Linked DNA regions of Neogale vison: region 2 is linked to region 1. The links are chromatin contacts, called in public Hi-C maps. All regions are on one chromosome and are shown on one strand. Each heading gives the region's core, a stretch centred on a gene start, on an enhancer-like site or on the middle of the called end of the contact. The rest is flanking DNA. Distances are from core to core; before and after follow the strand shown.

The links. A called contact is a pair of places that touch in the nucleus more often than the background predicts.
Region 2: a Hi-C map of fibroblasts shows a contact between it and region 1, with 5 times the contacts expected there. The contact joins the promoter of MED13L here to the enhancer-like site in region 1. A contact is called at or near these places in 2 of 3 Hi-C or Micro-C datasets (fibroblasts and muscle).

Annotation. Positions count from the first base shown.
Region 1 is chr3:229,098,595-229,104,510 of ASM_NN_V1, forward strand. No RefSeq gene overlaps it. Among named protein-coding and RNA genes, the nearest start is that of SPRING1, 110 kb to the left of the region's middle. Within about 2 kb of position 3,142, the one cell type or tissue checked has open chromatin away from gene starts, as enhancers often do. A contact at or near this core is called in fibroblasts, where this site is marked.
Region 2 is chr3:229,346,071-229,351,880 of ASM_NN_V1, forward strand. MED13L (mediator of RNA polymerase II transcription subunit 13-like) reads left to right here and starts at 3,622. Exons shown (of 31, transcript XM_044244204.1): 1 at 3,622-3,776. The coding sequence starts at 3,705.

The DNA of each region.
Region 1 (5,916 bases), core at 1,892-4,391:
TATGTAAACAAATGCTCCTGCCCCCACCCCTACACACTATGGAGATAGCTCAGTTGTCACAAGGGGTGGGTGGCAGGGGGTGGGGCGGGGGAGGGGGTGGTTTGCTGCTTGCTGCTAGCGTCAAGGTCAGGGATGCTGCTCGACACCCTCCCATACCCAGGACAGCTCTCCACCGTCAAGAACTGTCTGGCCCAAATGTCAGTGGTGCCGAGGTCGAGAAACCCTCATGAATATAAAGGGCCAGGCAAACAGTCGGTGATTAAAATGGTAATAATGGAAAAGGGTGCAGAGAAAGGAGTACAGTTAAGTGTATTCAATAAACCTTACTATTATTAGTAGATCCAAGATAATTGGTAGTTGCTTCCTGGCATGCCTCGAAGGATTCTCAGGCTACAAACAAGCCCAGCTAGACAGTGTCATGATTGATTAGTGATGTCTGCCGTGGGCATGGCAGGGGGAAGTGGCAGCGGGAGTGCAGTGTATTTTCTGACCCTGGACACTGTGATGTCGAGCATCTGTTTCTGCTCTGACATCCTGTGATTCTATTGCCATGATTCTGTGAGTCTCTCTATAAACTTCTGTAGTCAGCATTATTTACAGAATATTTGAGCAGCCCAGGCTCCTGCAGGCTTGCTTGGCAGGGCAGGCTGGTGAGCTGAGAGCCAGGAAGACAGAACCGGCTCTGTGCAAGGCAAAACAGATCGTTGCTGACAGCATGTGATGTGGGTGACGTGGCAACTCCCCGCTTACCCCCTAAAATAGCCCCCATTTCTCTCGGGCTAAAAATTTTTACTATCAGCCACTGCATTGGATTAAAATACTGTCTCCAGGAGGCTTTATCTCAATGCACGGATAGGGCTGCGAAGGGATAAGCGCGCGATCCATGTTGAGTGTTAACTTGCCAGACTCATCCTTGCTCAGCGGAATAGAACAGAGAGGTCATGGAGCAGGAGAGAGGTTATTTTTGAGAGTGGGTGAGGAGCTTCGGGAAAATATAACGTAGAGCGCAGGAGTCAAAATCACTGTCCTGCACGGCCCCAGGAGGTGCTGTGCGCTCTGAATTAGGGTGACCCCCTCATCTGGGGACTTTCTTAGCATTAAAATGAAGATCGTATGTTCCAGGGACTCCCTGTGTCTCGGGCACACCAGGGCGGTTGGTCCCTTAACTCTAGGCCACGTGGCGTGGGGGGGAACTGTGTAGCCACCCACATGGCATTTATACCTCTTGTGGCTGCCCGAATTCTCTTTCTGGACATGTTCCTTCCTTGCTTATAAGTGCTTTGTGGCTCTCCAGGGCCCACCGAATAAAGGTCTCCTTATGGTGTTCAAGCTTGCTTGCTTGAACCTGGCTTCCTGATGTCACCTGATCCTCCACTGTCCTGCCAGGTGTCCCATTAGCTCGTTGCCTTCCTGGAGACCTACTGAGTGTTATTCTCTCTCCCTGGGCTAGAGAAGGAGCTTTCCTATAAGGAGACCCATTTCTTGGAGGGTGTTCAACTTGTGTCAGTAGCAGAAGAGCTCGTGAGCCCAGCCTTTTTATCGTAAAGCTCACCTGAGTCCCCTCGTGAATTGGGGCTTGGCGTAAGGCCACCGCTTTGTGTCAGGAGGGAGCCCACTTGTCCCAGAGAGCCCCGAGAGCCTTTGGAGGAAAATGGCAAAGCCACTGGATACAGGAAACCACCCCACATGAAAATAAAGACTCCTTCCTTCCTGTTGGACGTACATTACTTGGCAGATCCCCTGCTCTCTGATCAATAGGTAAGACAGGAATCATGCCCATCTGACAGGAGGAAAAACTGAGGTCTGAGGCAGAGGGCCCCAGACACAAAAAGAAAGTTTTCTGGACAAAGAGAAGGCAGCCGCGATGTCTCACGGCACATCGGGGACTAGACAGTAACTAATCGAAGTGTCCTGACCTATGTTCTCTGGTGGTCTCTTTCATTGATTCCTCAGGTATTTATTAAAAGCTTATTATGTGTCAGGCAGAGTGTTCCTCTCATAATAATGATTGTATTATGGCTAGACCGTGGGGGACTGGACTCGCTGCAATCCCTCTACTAAATGCTGTATGTACCCTCATTTTAGTGCTCCTGGTAACCCACTGGGGCATGGTTACTATTACTGTCTCCAGGGACAGGTGAGTAACAGAGATAGAGGAGGGAGAAGCAGCCCTCTCAAGGTCGCTTAGCTCATCAGCAGGGGCTTTGCTGAGGTTTTTTCCTGGGTGCTTTTTCCTGGGTGCGGGTGTGGCCTTGGTGGGGCTCTCACTTTCGGAAGGAGAGACGCGGGCCATTTTTCCAAGGTCCGCCCTTTGCCTCCAAGATTCGCCACGCTGCCCCTGCCCAATGAGCGACATTGCAATGAGGAGAGAAAGGAAGACAATGTTGCCGAAGCATCTTCCGTGGGCCGGGTGCTTCATTTGTTTTCCATACCACCTGGCGAAGGAGCTGTAGTTGGGCCAGAAGAAACTGAGGCTTGTGGGGCTGGCACAGCTAGAGCTTCACAGCTGGTTTTTGGGGAGTGGAGACCCAGCCTCGGGTGGTGATGTCGCACGACTTGCTTTATCCACCAGGCAGCCATGGCTGTCCCAGGGCACGGCGATGGGGAGAGAGTTTGCCGGGAGTCTTCAGGCCACACGAAAACCGCAGGAGCGGTTCTCTTACGGCTTGATACGTGATCTTAAGCACAGACTCTTGGGGCAGGAGCCAGAAAGCCACTCTCCCACCCATTGTAAGTTCAGGAACGTGGGGAGAGGACCCAGGACTGGTCCCAGCGGAGCCCCGCTGCCCACGATGGGCAGCAGGTGGCGCTGTGGCCCCGGTTTAGCAAGGGCAGCGGGAAGGTGGAAAGGAGGTGGGGGGGGGACCCAGAAAGAAAAACTAGTGGAAAACAAGGATTTAAAAGAAGAACAATTTGTTCCAAAACATTTGCCTTGTAACGGGGTCATCTATAAATTCTGGGATTTCCTGTTTGCTGCTGGGCAGGCTGGCCGGCAGGCAGACCGTTCTCCTCTCCACAGTCTGGAAGAATCATTTCAGCCCCACTCACGAGCTCCCGCCTCCCCTGGCCCAGATTGGCTCTGAAATTTCCCGGCTTTTGTGCCCGTAAGCAGGATCCTGTGACAGCAGGTCTCCTTGAGCTGTGCTCCAGTTTCCGCTGGGTGGGAGGAGGAGCGAGATCGTGGTCTTTTTCAAAGAAGAGACTATATTTGCAATCTCCCTGTACTCGCTGTGCTACCGGGCTTGTTTTGAGTCAGAAGTGAGAGAAAAGAATTTTAAAATGAACGAGACAGAGGCGGACCTGTTATTTTTATTTTCCATAGTTACGATTTTCTGCATGTGTGGTGAGAAGACTGAAGTTCTACGCTCTTAGTATCAAGTATACAACATAATATTGTTAGCTGCGGTCACCGTGCTGTCTGTTAGATGCCCAGAACTTGCTCAGCTTCTTGCTGGGAGTTTGTGTTCTTTGACCAACACATCCCCATTTCTCCGGTCCTCCCCGCTGCTGGCAACCACCGTCCTCCCTTCTGCTTCTGCGAGACCGACTTTTTAAAATTCCACATATAAGTGATACTCTGCAGTATTTGTGTTTCTGTGTCTGGCTTATGTCACTTTAGCATAATGGTCTCCAGGTTCATGTTATTGCAAATGGCAGGATTTCCTTCTTTTTTTTATGGTTGAATAACATTCCATTGTGTGTATATACCACATCTTCTTTGTCCATTCATCTGTCAGTGGACACTTAAGTTGTTTCCAGGTCTTGGCTATTGTGAATACTGTTTCAGTGATCATGGAGGTGCAGGTACTGCTTCGACATCGTGATTTCATTTCCTTTGGATATATACCCAGAAGTGGGATTGCTACATTGTATGGTGGTTGCATTTTTAAAGTTTTCTGAGGAAGGAGGTGTCTCCTTTAAAGAGAAGAGAACTGTTCTAGTTAATATGGGGATGGAAACGTCATTGGAAGAGACAAAACCCTTTTTATCAGCCCATAGAACTTGAACCAAGTACAAAGCCCCAAACATTGATGAATAAATGGCTACAAAAAAGTATCCATCCATCTGTCCATCCATCCCCCATCCATCTATCCATCCATCCATCTGTCCATCCATCCACCATCCATCCATCCATCTACCCACCCATCCATCCATCCATCTGTCCATCTGTCCATCCATCCGTCTATCCATCCATCCATCCATCTGTCCATTCATCCATCTGTCCATCCATCCATCCATCCATCTGTCCATTCGTCCGTCCATCCATCCATCCATCCATCTGTCCACCTATCCATCCATCCCCCCATCTGTCCATCTGTCCATCTGTCCATCCACCCATGCATTTATTCAATTATTCACTCATTCATTCAGCAGACAGTTATGGAGAACCTACAGTATGCTTGTACCTTGTCTTATTTTAGTCTGAGGCTAAGCCTAGACCATCTCTGTAGTCTCCTCCTGCGGCCAGTGGCATGTGGAGGGCATGTGAGTACCATCTGGAGATGGATCCAGAAGGTGGGCTCAGGATTCCTGGACAACAGCTGTTGGGACCTTTAACGAGGATTGCAACATATTTGGCCAGGGTGAGGGGTACAGTATGTGGCTGCAACCAGAGTTTTTCTCTGAATAAGTCAAACGAGCCTGTCTGGGATCAACTCCACGAGGGCTGGACAATCTGGTCCCAGCAAATTAAAACAACATGGGCACCAGCCAGCTACATTTTTGAAAACAGTATTTTTGTTGTTTTAATCAAGGACGCCACCCCTGTCCCCTGCCCTCGACAAGCTCTGAATGGAAATGGGGCAGAGTTTATAAGAAAATAAAAACAATTGGTTATTCCAGCCCACGCTCTTTTTCCTTCTCATGAGTCTCACAAATGAAGCGCCTTTCTGTCCCTCATTTTACCCTCCTGTCCACAGGCTTGGCAGGATTGATGAGCCTGTGGCAAGACAGTGTCTTCAGTGACACAGAGCAAAGAAGCTCTTTCCACGTGTGTAGCTGAAGCCAAACTGTTGTGTTCTCCTTCCAGGTGGGGAGTCCCTCCTAGCCAGGGTCTTGGTCCCTGTGGGGACTGTGGACAGCGGGGTGAGGAGGCGGGCAGCATGAGCCTCCATGCTGAGTCTGCATATTAACTGTGCCTTTATTTTCTGTATTCTGATACCTTGATATCTTGAGACCCGGCCACTCTGTAGGGACTGCCCTGGCCAGAGTTAGCATGTCCTAGAGATAGTGAACACCTTGCCGGGAAGTGTGGCTTTCAAATCCAGACCAGCCAATCCAAAGCTGAGATCTCCATCGCCTTTGTGGGGCTCTCACACCCCAGGCCACTCACCACCTGTCCCAACCACCCCAGGGCACACAAGGAGGGGCAGCCCCTATGCCCAAGATCTCACTGAAATTATTCAAATGATCCCATCCTAAGCCTGCTTACCCTCCCTCGCCCCTTCCTGTAAAAACCACAATAAAGTTTCTTACTCATGTTCCTCCCCTGCTGCCTGTGCCTTCTGACTGACCCTAGTGCTTCCTTGTGCAACCCTGCAAGGTGGGCATTGCCCCTGTTTCTAGAGGCCCATGGGGATAATAAACTTCTTCCTGTGTGACTGTCACTTCCCCATCCAAATGTCTTTCCATACCCGATTAAGACAAATCTAGGTACCCTTGAGACGGGCTCAGTGACTACAGCAGGTCACTGTGCTGGCCTCCTTTTCTATAGAATGGAGGTAACAATGACAGCCCATGATGGTGGGCATTGGGTAGGTGACAGAGTGATTTCCCAGCCTCAAATAGCACCTCTTCCCAGTCCCTCCTTAGGTCACGATCATGTTCTCTTTTCTTTATAACACTTAATTTGCATGGGAAGTGACTCATTTCTGTCTTTGCCTGCCTCCCCCTACTAGAACGAAAGCATTTGTTCAC
Region 2 (5,810 bases), core at 2,372-4,871, 250 kb after region 1:
AAAGAAAATGTAAGCAGTACAGTGAATTCAGGAATTCTTCTCCCCACACTAACTCCTCTTCCAGAGGCAACTGCTGTTACTACTAAAATCTATTTTATTATTATTTTTTATTTTGAAATAATCTCTACATGGGGTGCCTGGGTGGCTCAGTGTGGTTAAGCCCCTGCCTTCAGCTCAGGTCATGATCTCAGGGCTCTCTGCTCAGCCGGGAGCCTGCTTCCCCCTCTCTCTCTGCCTGCTTACTTGTGATCTCTCTGGCAAATAAATAAATAAAATCTTAAAAAAAAAAAAAAAAAAAAAGAAAGAATCTCTACACCCAGCTTTGGGCTTGAACTTACAACCCAGAGTTCAAGAGTCGCACAGTCTTCTGACTGAGCCAGCCAGGTGCCCCAATAATCTATTTCAGAGACTATGCTATATTAGCACACCTAGTGCTAACTCATTATTTTGAATGGCTGCATGGGGTTACCTTATATTGGTTACTCCCCAAATGATGGACACGTAGATTGCTTCCAGTTTCTGCCCTGCCAACAGTACTATAGTTCACCTCCTTGCACTGCAGGTCTTTAGATATCTGCACAAGCATCTCTGTCAGAGGAACTCCCAGAATTTCTGAGTGAAAGTGTATGTACCTTATAAATTTTGATATTCTCCAAATGGACACCAAAGCTGTGGTACTAACTTATACTCCCAGTAGCAGTAAGTTAAGAGTTCTGCTTCACTCCATATTTGCCTAAGCTTGTAAAATATTGCCAATACTGTTTTTAATTTCTGTTTTTCTTTTGAAGAGTGATGTAGTCCGCTTGGGCTGCTATAGCAAATTACCATACATTGGGTAGCTTATGCAACAGAATTCCTCACAGCTCTGGAGGCTGGGAAGTCCAAGATCAAGGGGCCGGCAGATTTGGTTCCTGGTAAGAACCCTCTTCCTCATTATGTCTTCACATGGCAGAGAGAGATACAGAAAGAGAGAGGGAGCAATCTCTCTTATGTCTCTTTATGAGGGCACTAACCCCATCATAGGGGCTTCATCCCCATGACCTAATTACCTGTCAAAATCTCTGTCTTCCAAATATCATCCCATGGGGAACTAGGGGTTCAACATATGAATTTTAGGGTGATACATTTAGTCCATAGCAACGATGCTCAGAGTCTGAACATCTTTTTACATATTTAAAAGCCATATGTCTTTTCTATTCTCTAAACTGTGCATGTCCTTTGCTCATTTTTCTATTAGGATGTCTGGAAGACTTTTTAAAAAGTTAAACCTACATTTGTTGAAGAATGAGAATTTGGTGACTGACCGCATAGGATGAAGTCCTCTTGGGATGGAAATACACCTGGATGGGATGGACCATCTCACTGTCTGACTGCTCAGGCCAAAGTCACACTGTACATGTTGATAAAGTGCTTTGGCAGGCTTTCTTTCTTTCTTTTTTCTAAGCGTTTTCATCAAGAGTATCTTATTAGAAATGCACAACACTGGCCTGAGGTCAGTGGGTCAGCAGTTCATATCTCTTTTTGACAGATTAGGAAATGAGGTTCAGAAGATTAAACTATGTTGGTCCAGGTAACACAACTGGGGTGCCAAAGCCCACGGCAGGCATCTGCTCACAGAGCCTTTGGGATTCAGGTTGGGCTCTGGAGACAGTTAGACTAGGGTTTGAGTGGCTTACTGACTGGAGATCTTGGAGATGTCACTGCATTTCTGAGCCTTGACTCATCACAGTCTAAGGATAATAATAGTATCTTCTTTATGTGGTTGTTCTGGGGATTATATGAAACAATGTATGTACATCCATTATAACATAGTGTCAGTAGGTTATAACGTAGTGCTGGCCAGGATAATAATGCATGTTATAACATGCTGCTCATGTTTTTGCTTTAGCGTTCTTTGTGGTAGGTCCAAAGCTCAAGTCACAGGTCTAAGACTTCTCTCTTGTATTACACGCCATCTTTGCGCTGTTTTCTACTCTTCCTTCCCTTTAGTCCAATCCATGTGAAAGAGCTTTCTCTTCCATGTTTGGGGGCTTGTTAGTGAAGAAGTTGTTCTCCTCCCCACCTTTGCAGGGAGCAAACGCCTTGAGGGTTTGGAGAGGGCCTCCTCTTCAGACTGGCACTCCCAGACCATTTGCTCTCAGAAAGTGTTCATGATTGAATGAATGAGGGATGGTCTGCTCCCAACACAGCCCTAGTACAGGGCCTGGCAATTACATTCCGGCACATGGCAAGAGGTCAGGAACATTTACGCACTGAATGAATAAATACAGTGCCTAGGAGTAAGGGCTCAGAAGGCATTTCTGGATTCGTTGTACAGCGCCTGGTACACAGAAAGCGGTAAGTGGCAGTCGTGGATATGCCTGGGCGAGGCTTATAAAACCCAGTGCAAAAGCATGGCTTCACTGTGCAGGGGTTCGAATTCCGCTGCCTCTTCTACCCACCGAGGCGACCTCGGGCAAGTGACTTAATCTCTTTGTGCTTCAGTTTTCTTATCTGCAAAACGCGGACGACGGAGTGCGATCCAGCCGAAGCACTCCCGGGAGCACTGGGACCGGCAGCCGTGTCCACAGCAGAGCTCAGCCACGCCAGCCGGCCTGCGCCGCCAGGGGCACACGCCGTGGGGGTGCCCGAGCCCTCTGCCGCGGTCGCCGCGGGCGTTCCCGGGGCCCGCGGTCGCGCCCCGCAGAGATCTGTACCCCCAAGGGGGCGGGGCACGGCGCCCAAGCGGGGGCAGCCCGCGGCAGCCTGGGGTCGGCCGGCCGCCGCCCGCCGGGGAGCCGTGCCGCCCGTACTTCTTTCTCTCACTCTCGCTCTTCCTCCCTCTCCTGGCCGGAGGCTCCAGCCGCGCTCGGCTCAGCAGCGCCGCCCGCGAGCTGCCCGCGAGCCGCGGCCGCCGCCGTAGCCGTAGCCGCCGCCGCCGCCGAGGCTGCCGCTCCGGGCCCCTCCCCCGCCCACCCCTCGCCCCCCCGCGCGGCCGGCGCCCGTCACGTGACGCGGCGCCAGCCAATGGCGGGCCGAGCCGCGGTCGGCGGCCGCCATTGCTGTCAGAGCGAGCGAGCCCGGGGAGGGAGGAGAAGCGAGGCTGACTGGGGAGGAGGGGGGGGTGGGGGAGGAAGAGGAAGGAGGGGACGTCGCTCGGCTGCCGGGGTCGCCCGCTGGCTTCGTCCGCACCCCCCCCTTCGCGAGTTCGCGCTCCGCGGCGGCGGCGGCTCCGAGGCGGCGGCGGCGGCTCTGGGCTCGCCTCCCCTCACGCGCCGGCGGGGGCCGAGGGGGAGTCGGTGGCTGGAGATAAACAAGGCGGCGGCGGCGGCGGCGGCTGAGGAACAGGGAAGGCGGAGGCGGCGACCGGCCCGCAGCGCCGGCCCGGGAGGCAGCGGCGGCCCTGAGAGGCGGGGAGGGCGCCGGGCCGCACGGACAGCGCCCCCCGCCGCCGCCGGAGCCGCGGAAGCCGCCGCCGCCGCCGCCCGAGCAGGAAGGAGCCGCGCGGCCGCCGCGAACCCCCCCGCCGGCCCGGGCCCGCCGCCCCCGGCGCGGCGTCGCCGCGGCGCCTCCCGCCCGCCCGCCGGCCCTCGCGCCCTCCCCCGGCGGCGGCGGCGGCCCGGCCGCCTCGCGCTCCCCGGCGAGGCGCCGCCGCCCGGCCCGGCCTCGCCTCGGACGCCTCGTTCCGACATGCCCCGCTCTGGCGGCCGGGCTCGCGGAGGATCATGACTGCGGCAGCGAACTGGGTGGCGAACGGGGCGAGCCTGGAGGATTGTCACTCCAACCTCTTCTCGCTGGTGAGTAGCCGGGCTGCGGGGAGGGGGGCTGAGCCGGGGGGGGGGTCCCCGACCTCCGCCGCCGACCAACTTTCTCCTCCCGCCGCCGGGACTTCGCCCCTCCCTCGCCTCTCCCCGCCGTTCGCCTCTCGCCGATTCTCCCCCTTTTGGATCGTCTCTCCCTCGCCTTGGATCCCATCCAGTGTTTATTTGGCTCTTTAAAAATCATTTGTGAGCGCGGCGCTCGGCGTGGAATTTGCATGTGGAAGTCTCAAAGCTGCGGATTCTGGGTCGCACTTCGAACGCCCACCCTCTGTTGCAATCACACCCCCCTTCCCCTCCCCTTCCCCCCCCCCTTTTTTTTCCTAAATGTGGAAGGCTTTCCCTTGTGCTGCCCGCGCCCGCGATAAGCAGCCTTTTCCCCCCTTGTCGGATAGGCTGCCCGCCCGCCTTTTGAATTTTTTTTTTTTTAAATTCCATAATGACACCTACAATTTCGCCCGAAAACAGTTGATTGAATGCGATTGTGTCAGTAAAGGACTCTTGCATCCGAAGCTCCCGCGATTGTAAACATCGACAGCCGCCTGCCTCTCGGGGCTTACTACGCTGGAGAGCCGTAAAGCCATTGCACGGAGCCGACGGAAGGTGGAGAAGGCTTTTTCTTCTTTCTCTCCTCCTGTGTCTTTTAAAAACTGTTTTCTCTATCCTAACAACGAATCCACACACACACACAAAAGCAACAAGCTGGGCGGTTTGATAACATCGCTTTTATCTGCCTTCGCCTTTCTCGCGCTCTCTCTCTGATAATTGACAACTTTTCCTTCGGATTTGAATCGCCTGCCTTAATCTTGAAGCAGTTGGGGTGTCAATTGTTCTCCTGGAAGCCTGGCACCCGACGACGACGTCTAGATTCATCGAAATTAAAAATGTATAGGGCTCCGGCAACTCTTTCCTGGCGGTGCTGTGACATTTGGTGGTAAATGCCATCTTTGCTTTTTATTGGGTCGTATTACCTAGCTCTGAAAACATTCACCTTGTTAAACCTGGCGTTTAGGCTAATAATTGCAGTGCGTGGTCTTTAAATATGTGCTTTGTGCATGAGTTACTGTATGTATAGCTATGTGCCCGGGAGACTACGAATTTGTTTAAATATTGAGCAAAGATTTGTAAACAGATGTAAGGCAATTATGTTCCAAGCGTAGAATATAATTGGAAAATTGGCTGAACGGTTTGTTTAATTTAGCCTTTAGAAAAAAAACCCAACTTATTTTAAGTTATGTACCCTTTTTTGGGGGGGTTGTCTTTGGAGCACATGCATTTTGGAAATAGTTTTCTGTAATCTCTGCAGTAGATTGAAGCATTATTTCCTTTTAATCCTTGTTTACAATTACACTGAATAAATAATTTAGTGTTCAAATTGTAATTAGTTACATTTAATTATGGGTCGGGGTCGGCATAGATGCCTTTTTTTTCCTTGAGACTGGTGGAGAAATACACATTCTTGCCAACTTTTCGAATGGAAGTGCTATTTTATTAAATATTTCCTTATGCAGATGAAAGCATCAAAACACGTGATTTTTTACCCACAAAGACAGAGGGACATAATATCTGTGCTTTCACTGGAGTGTATAGATCAGGTTAATTTTTTTCTTCCAACATTTTTATTTAATCTTAAAATTAAAATCTTCAAATAATTTTTATTTAATCTTAAAATTCAGTTAAACGTTTCAGTTCTTCCTTTTCGTACTGTGATAAATTTCCCTTGGTCTTTTGACATATGGGAATAGAATTCATTTTACCTCCTCTTTTCTCTCCCCTACAATATCATTTACTGTCAGTCAGATTCAGAGACTTTAATAGATTAGCAAACATATTGATTAAGGGGTATTTAAAATGGTTTTTGTTTGGTGGCTGGTGACCACATTGACACTTTAACAGGTAATTAAAATAACCAAGTAGACCAATATTAGTGAGGAGAGAGCCCCGAAATTACTATATATCATTCTGACTGGTAATGGCTTGTGTATATGTGGCTAATCTATATACAGTAGATTT